Linked DNA regions of Siniperca chuatsi: region 2 is linked to region 1. Evidence: chromatin contacts called from public Hi-C data. All regions are on one chromosome and are shown on one strand. The core of a region is the stretch at or near the end of the contact, and the rest is flanking DNA. Distances in the headings are between cores, read along the strand shown. Region 1 holds the start of myo18ab (unconventional myosin-XVIIIa). Region 2 overlaps myo18ab (unconventional myosin-XVIIIa).

Region 1 (3,680 bases), core at 881-3,380:
TAAGTGTATTTAAATGTCTTTTTATATTGCCCTATCTTGATTGTATGTTTTATGTAAAGCACTTTGAATTGCCTTGTTGAAATGTGCTATACAAATAAACTTGCCTTGCCTTACATGCTACTGCAAACAGTTGGTTGATGTTGTAGGCATGTGATAGGAGGATGATGCCATCAAAACGTTTGTTCTGTTTTATCCTCCTAATGACACACTCCGTGTGCACCCTCAGTCTGGCTATGGCCTGTGTCTCCCAAACCTGGTGTGCTGGCATCTGCTTAGACAGCAAAGGTGGGCAGTACACCTTGCATTTGCAAATTAACATTCAGACTGATTAAGAATCTATTTGGTGCTGTATTCTTGCACGAAACATGCACCCAGGAGGTAAATAAACGAGACGAGATTCTTTATAATTTAACTTGTTGACATTGGTTTATGTAAACAGTTACACGTACTAATGTAAAATACAACTTATTACAAGGCTACTGGTTACCTGCTACAGAATCAAATGTCGGTGTTATAGCAAACAAAATGCTGTAACCCAAACTTTCGCTGGACTGTATTTCCTTTCTCAGACCCTATATTTCTTTGGACAGGTTTGGACCCAGGGAGCTCAGGGACTGATCAGTTATGTTCCATTGTGACATCCATGTGCTGTTTCTCCTCAGGAGGGACTGGTTCAATGGGCCGCTCTGTCCTCTCCCACACACTACGCCGTGGTTTTTCAATGGTGTATCCATTCCATTCAAAGAGTGTCGGTACAGCACCTTTAACAAGCTTTCTTCGACCATCAAGTGTTGTTGGCTCTATGAGCTGATCGTGGCAAAGTTTCTGCTGCAGACTTTGTGAGAGGAGATGGTGAAATAATCCCGGTTTATGTTTACAAGCCATTGTCTTCTCAGGTCAAGATGTGTCGGAAAGCTGTGGAAACTATGTACTCCATGAAATTTGGATGACACCGAACGAAGTGGCACACAGCAGTGCTCTGAGTATATCTTCTCATGTTTCTGAAAATGTTCCGTCTTAAACACTTTCCACCTAACTCTCATGATAAAAACTTAGATATTAATGTTATCAAGCTAGCTAGCTCGAAACCAACAGACGGGAAACGGATGAGCCTTCTTGTTTGGAATTGGAAGTATGTCACGAACCCTAGTGCATGTAGCCTATAGACTGCAGGTGCAACGGCAGGGCAATCAAAACTGGCGGGAGACACACTAGGGCAGGAAGTGAAGTAATCTGAAACAAGAGGAGAGGTGAGTAACAGAAATAAAACAGGAAATGATGAAAACCAAAAAACATGACCTAATGCTGCGTTCCAGACAACATGGAACTCGGAAATTTCCGACCTCCTACTAGAAAGAGTACAATGGAACTTGTAAACATGGGGCAAATTCTTCTACCCCCACATCAGGAAGAAGCAGTTGTCTGACGTCATACAACAATGATAGCACCCATGGGACGACTGTGGCTGAGTGGTAGAGCGGGTCGTTCACCAACCGGTTCAATCCCGACACCCTCCTTGGCCGTATGCATGTTTCATGCAAGAATACAGCACCAAATAGATTCTTAAACAGCAAGACACTGAACCCCAAATTGCTCCCTTGTGTGAATGTGATATGTAGTTGAAGGCTTTGAGTATATAGGTTCAAGGCTAAGTAAGTACATTCCATTTACCATGGAAGAACATTCGGCTACATTTCAATGAATGGAGTGGGTAGTAAATGGAATATGAATATGCATTCAACTTCATTTACATAACACATTTAATACAGAGGGTAAATTCAAAGTAGTAAATTCACTCACAAAGCGTGGGATATGGCGTCACCTTGTGAAATGTTTACAATGCGGGTCATTGACATTAGGTCTGGCAATACGAGTAATTTAGTGCTGCTAAACTTATCCACACTTGAGAAATGAAATAAAAACGATGAGCCGGCTCTCGGAAAGGAACTCAGTTCAATTCAATTCAATTTTATTCATATAGTGCCAATTCATAACAGAAGTTATCTCATTGCGCTCTTCCTATAGAGCAGGTCTAGGCGTACTCTTTATAATAACGGAGCCATAAGATCCGGCTCCCGTCAAAGAGCTGTACTTCCCATCCCTGTAACTCCAATGTATGTCCAGCAGGGGTAGTTGGTCGACCGCCTTTAGCTGTTGTACTGAAACTTCAGAGCTGGACTGGGAGCAGCCAGCTTTGATAACGTTAGCTAAAAGCCAGTCTGTGGCTTGTGTTCCCTACGAGCCGAGCTGCACCCATTACAAGGCACCAGCGGTGCTCGATTTGCAGTACTGGAGAAAAGTGAGTATTTCTTCTGATAATAAACATGTGTGTTTAGAGTGAGGGGACACTTTTTGTTTGAAAACAGCAGTGTTGAGGCAGTCAGTCAGTCGGGCTGACTGGATAATTTTCACAGGATCACAATGTGTTGTTCCAGGATTTGCTTCACGAAAAATAAGGGCAAAGAACTAAGGCTGTAGTTAGCTAGCTAGATTGCTCTCTGTAAAGTTAAACAAAATCATAATGAATTACTGATGGCTTGTGCTTTTGGAGCTTTTTCATTTGCGGTGGAATAAAAACGCGAATGTTATTAGGTAACGTTAACGTTACTCTCACCTACGAAACAGTAGCTCAGCTAACGTTAGCTAATGTAACAGTTAGCCGAAAAGCTACACCTATTTTAGCCCCGTCATTCTTTTTGTTCCCTGACTTCCCATTGAATGCGGAGTGAGGCTAATAAATGTTGCTTTGTGTGCATTAGTGTGCCAGGTGTTAGCTAGCATCGTTTTAACCTCAGCAGCCAAGTAGGTATAGAACAGAAGGGAGCCTTAGCGTTTTAATGTTCCCTAGTTCTGGTTATTATCACGTTAAACAACATGACACTTAATGTTGATACAGAAGCTGTCCATCCACTAGTACACTACTTACAGTTAAAGATAAGACACGACCTTTTAGGAAACTCTTTGGTGTTCTGGCAAATTGGTTTGGAGATAATCCACAGGGCAGCACTGTTTTTTGGTAAAATTTATATCAATCAATTTATGATTTTGAGTCACTGATTCGAATTTTTCCGCTACCAGAGGACTGTACCTTTACTGTTATTAAGGTGTGTGTGACACCTTTCAATATGTGACCATTCTTTTATCACTGACTTGACACCTAAGACGCTTGTCAGGCACAAATTTGACCAAGACTTTGCCCGGATAAGCAGAAGAAAATGGATAGATTGATGGATCCATGCCCAGTGTTACCTATTATAAGAGTAGGAGGCAGTTGTTTGGGATTCTAACATGCGCTGCCCTGTGGAGAGAGGAGTCTCTTGTGTCACTCAGCAGCTAAGAGAACCAGGCTGAAGGATGTGTATCTGCCTGTCTGCTTGTGGTAGTTTGTGGCACGAAGAGTCCCTGATTTTTGAGGGCTTGAAGAAACTCAGTTAAAAATTAAGCCAGGAATGTGTTTTGGTCCTCCAAGTACGAGTGTTGGAGGTCTTCAGTGATGTAGATCTATATTTTACAAGGCCATCTACACATGTGGACACTTCAGCCGTGAGACTTGGACAAACGTTTGGATGCACGTTGGATGCCTGCTCAAAAGAAACATGTTGTTCTTGCTTGATCTCATTCTTAAGCTTTTGATGCTGTTTTATTGACTTGCAAAATAAAGAAAGTGTACAAAATATGCA
Region 2 (3,880 bases), core at 969-3,468, 44 kb after region 1:
TGGCCTGTACGCTGTAGCCCCGGCTCCTTGCCCTTTGACCCAGCATGTGAGGTCAGAGAAGCTGGATTCTTAGGAGTTATGTGAAAAGCTTTGTCCATGTTTTGTCCTGCCCACGCATACAACAGAGATTACTGCAGCCAGACAGAATTAGCGTGCTTGGAGGAAACAAGACGTGACAGTGAAGCTGATAGCCGTTTAGTCTGTTTATCATGTTGTGAGATGTCAGTGTTTTTTTATCACTGTCCTTATCTGGTTGATCTAAATGCTGTTGGAACTCAACAAGTCCTTCAACATAGTGCCTGGTTACAGCTATACCAATTGCCTGTATGAAGGCTCATTTATTAAATCACTTTACATGGGAATTATTGTCAAAACTAAATAGTTCTGCAATGTGTAGATGAAGCCTACTTCAAATAGTACTGTAAATTGCCACTAAGTGCCACAAAGGACTTCAAACTAATGTAATGCTTAGTAATACAATGTGGTTAAGGTATGCTTGAGTGTTCCTTGTGGTTCTTTGTGGTAGTTTGTGTCATGTTGGTGTTCGTGGTACACTTTTCTGTACTGTCGATCTCTGTCTGCTGTCACATTGGTTTTTTGTGTAACTATTTGGCTATGTGTTAGTGGTACTCTGTGGGTTGCAGTTTGTTGCAGTTAGTGGGATTCGCTTCTTGTCTGCGAATAGTTTGTACATAACTGAATATACAGTTGTGGAGTGCCAGTAAGTATACTGTACATTCACTATCGGTGTAATGGTACACAAAATTCACGGTTCGGTATGTACCTCGGGTTTAGGGTCACGATTCGGTACGTTTTTGGTACAGCAGGGATACACCCGGATATTTTGGCATCATTTTTGTACAGTGGGAGGAAGTGGAGACGCGTCGTTCGACTTTACATACATTTATCTAGCTCAATTTCCTGCCATTTTGAATTTTGTCCAAATTTGTTTTTCACTGCTCGTGCTGGAAAAAGTTACCTTTTCGGATTTTTGATATTCCATACAGTTTTGGTAAAGCAGGCCCTCAAAGTTTGCTCAAATGGCTTATATTACAAAAAATGTCATATCTATATACCAAATTTTGTGTAGTATTGTATTTTATAAGAATTATTTTAAAGAGATGACTGTAAATGTTGATTTGGATACCCTGTATTTATGTTGATATAAACATCCGTTGACTAAGTGATGGACTATATATAAAGAAATTGGAAACAACCTTAGATACCACCCTGATGAAGGCAAGATAGCTGAAAACATTTGGTGAATGAAGCATGGGATTTTGAAAAGGAGGTGTGCAATGTGTTTAATTTTGATAAACAAATAATGTTTGCACCACAGTTGCTTTCACAAAACTTTGCTTTCTCACGCACTTCTTATCCCGCAAATGAGTACTCACCATAAACATTTTAAGCATCCATTGGGTCTTAAAAGGAACAGTCCAACATTTTACTTTGTTCATGTTTTTGCTCTCTTATAGACAGACGAGCAGGTCTGTGAGTGTCCAGTACAAAATTAAGTCTGGAACATGTTTAGTCTAGTTTAAAACAAGTACTGGAGGGAGAATAAAACTGCTAGCCTGGCTCTGTCAAAAGTTGAAAAAAACAGTTCAAAATCTGTTCTTAAATCTTATTTACTTTGTGAATCTTTGGTGGTTTTTGGAACAGGTATTGAGTTATTTTTTTGATCAACAACCACTGGGCGCAGTGATTGCACGTAACATCTCAACAGTCCTCTTAGTGAGGTTGCCAGGTTTGAGCTCTGCCCTTACTTGGAAGTAAGTCTAGCTAACCAGTGAACTTAGATGTCTGTCTGAAGTTTGACTATTTGTCTTGCCTTGTGCAACCAGCTGCTGGTGAAGATGGACAAGATCTAATGCAGTGGCATCTCAGGTATTCATGTTGTGAATGGCTGCACATTGATAGGGGTGTGTGTATGTAATGTTGCAGTCATGACATGTCTGTATTTGTGCTGATTTAAATTTCGTAATAAGCTTAACCCAGTTTTTATTTTTTAGAAGGAGCCTGAGCACATTGATGTCTGAATGAGAAGGTCTAAGGACCAAAACCTCCCAGAAATGAGGTGAAGGAGACAAAACAAAGACCTTCACATAGTTTGGGGTGGGTCTGAGCAATGGCAATCACTCAGGTCAATCAGTCAATGTGTCCTTCACAAACATGTTCAATCCTGTCAGCATGGGAATGGTAATGAAATCAGCCCCCTAGTAGGAAAAATGATTGAATGGATTGTGTGTGTGTGTGTGTGTGTGTGTGTGTGTGTGTTTACACATGCAGGACTTTGGTATTAACACTATCACTATCTGCTGAGCTCCTGACAGCAGAGAACATTAGACTACATTGTTGATGGTGCTAGGGCTTTCACAATCATGACATTTTATTTGACGATTAATTACAAATAATTGCGATTAACGGTTTAATTGTCTTCTTTCTGTTAATTTTATGCCACATAGCTGTGCTGTTGTGTTTGGCTTTGCAACTAGGCCTAAATCCATGTTGTTAATTTCAGTGGCTGCTCATCGAAAAGATGTGGTCGTTGCAAAGAAGTGTCAATTAATCTTCAAATAGTGAAACAATGTTTCACCTCTTGCTCTGCTGCAGATATTTATTTTAAATAGCTTGTTCCAAAACTGTTGTAAGCCTGCTTAACGTAAAAGTGATTCATGTTACTTAGTGTAGAAGGAAGCTTGATTTTATTTTCAAAACTTAATATGCAACAGGAAAAGACAAAGCCATGTTTCCATCCAAGCATTTTTATGCAAATTATCTAATTAGGAAAGCTGGATGGAAGCGGCAAAATTCGACAAAATGTCCACAGTATCATTAAAAAGGCACTGTCTGTAAATGACCTGCAAAAAAACTTTACCCAGAGCTGTCAAATGCACTGCTGCACCCGTAGTGGAGATTTGCTATAAATGGAGACCTGTTATTGGCACCTCTGTCATCATCTTGCTTCCGAAAGCAAGAAATACGGTTTCATATGAGCTAAAACAAAATAACCTGCCCAATAGCAGTAAGGTCTAGACAGCCAAGGTCTTTTATTCCATGTTTTTTTTTTCCTGAAATTGGAACCTTTTGCTCAGGTAGACAGTTTATTTGTCTCAACCCAGCCGATGGAAACGCACCTGTAGGATCCAAACTAGGCACAGAGTGTAAACCTTAAGTCGACACGTTTCTTATATCCACCCAGCTCACACCGACTCCTCTTGTAGATTAAAGCAAAATAGTTTATTAATCCACTTTTCCTCTTACAAAATAATACAAAAATATATTTTGACAGAAAAGGCAGCCGTTTATCTCTGTATATTCCAAAAGTCCACAACACGTTCGGAAAACTGTGCATCTCCACTCTGCACCTGCAGCTACTCATTGCCATAAAGTGTTGTTAAGTGTCACTAGTCAGTCCTGAAGGGACATGCGTGTATTTCTTTATTTTGCATTGCAGGTAACAAACAAATAAAATATAATTGTAATTATTCAGAGTAGACCTGGATTAAACATAATATATTAAGAATAGAAGCAAATATGACACACTTTCTTGCCATTCATAATACTTGTAGTCACTCTTGAATAGTGTTACATCACTGCATTTCTCTCTTCTTCTTACCCCTCCCTCTTCTTTAAGCTACACTTGTTTCCCAAGACAGCCTGGCCTGTAAACAAACCCGTCCTCCTCCTCCTCCTCCTCCTCCTCCTCCCCACTGTCAGCTGGACTAAAGCTGCCACTCCGTTCATTTCACAGCAATTTGTTTGCACTTTATCCGTATCACTTTGCCATTCCCTCCCTAGAATCATGGCAGCCGCTGGGAAATAATGGAGTCTTTGTATGGTTGCATGATTCCAAAAGCATGTGGAACTTTTACAT

The links. A called contact is a pair of places that touch in the nucleus more often than the background predicts.
Region 2: a contact with region 1 is called in a Hi-C map of liver, with 2.0 times the contacts expected there. The contact joins the enhancer-like site here to the promoter of myo18ab in region 1. A contact is called at or near these places in 3 of 3 Hi-C or Micro-C datasets (liver, skeletal muscle and an unstated tissue).

What each region holds. Positions count from the first base shown.
Region 1 is chrLG7:1,592,155-1,595,834 of ASM2008510v1, forward strand. It overlaps myo18ab (unconventional myosin-XVIIIa), which reads left to right and starts at 2,131. Exons shown (of 41, transcript XM_044202313.1): 1 at 2,131-2,299.
Region 2 is chrLG7:1,636,348-1,640,227 of ASM2008510v1, forward strand. The region is part of intron 2 of myo18ab (unconventional myosin-XVIIIa); the gene reads left to right. Among protein-coding and RNA genes, the nearest start is that of myo18ab, 44 kb to the left of the region's middle. Within about 2 kb of position 2,219, the one cell type or tissue checked has an H3K27ac peak away from gene starts, as active enhancers do. A contact at or near this core is called in liver, where this site is marked.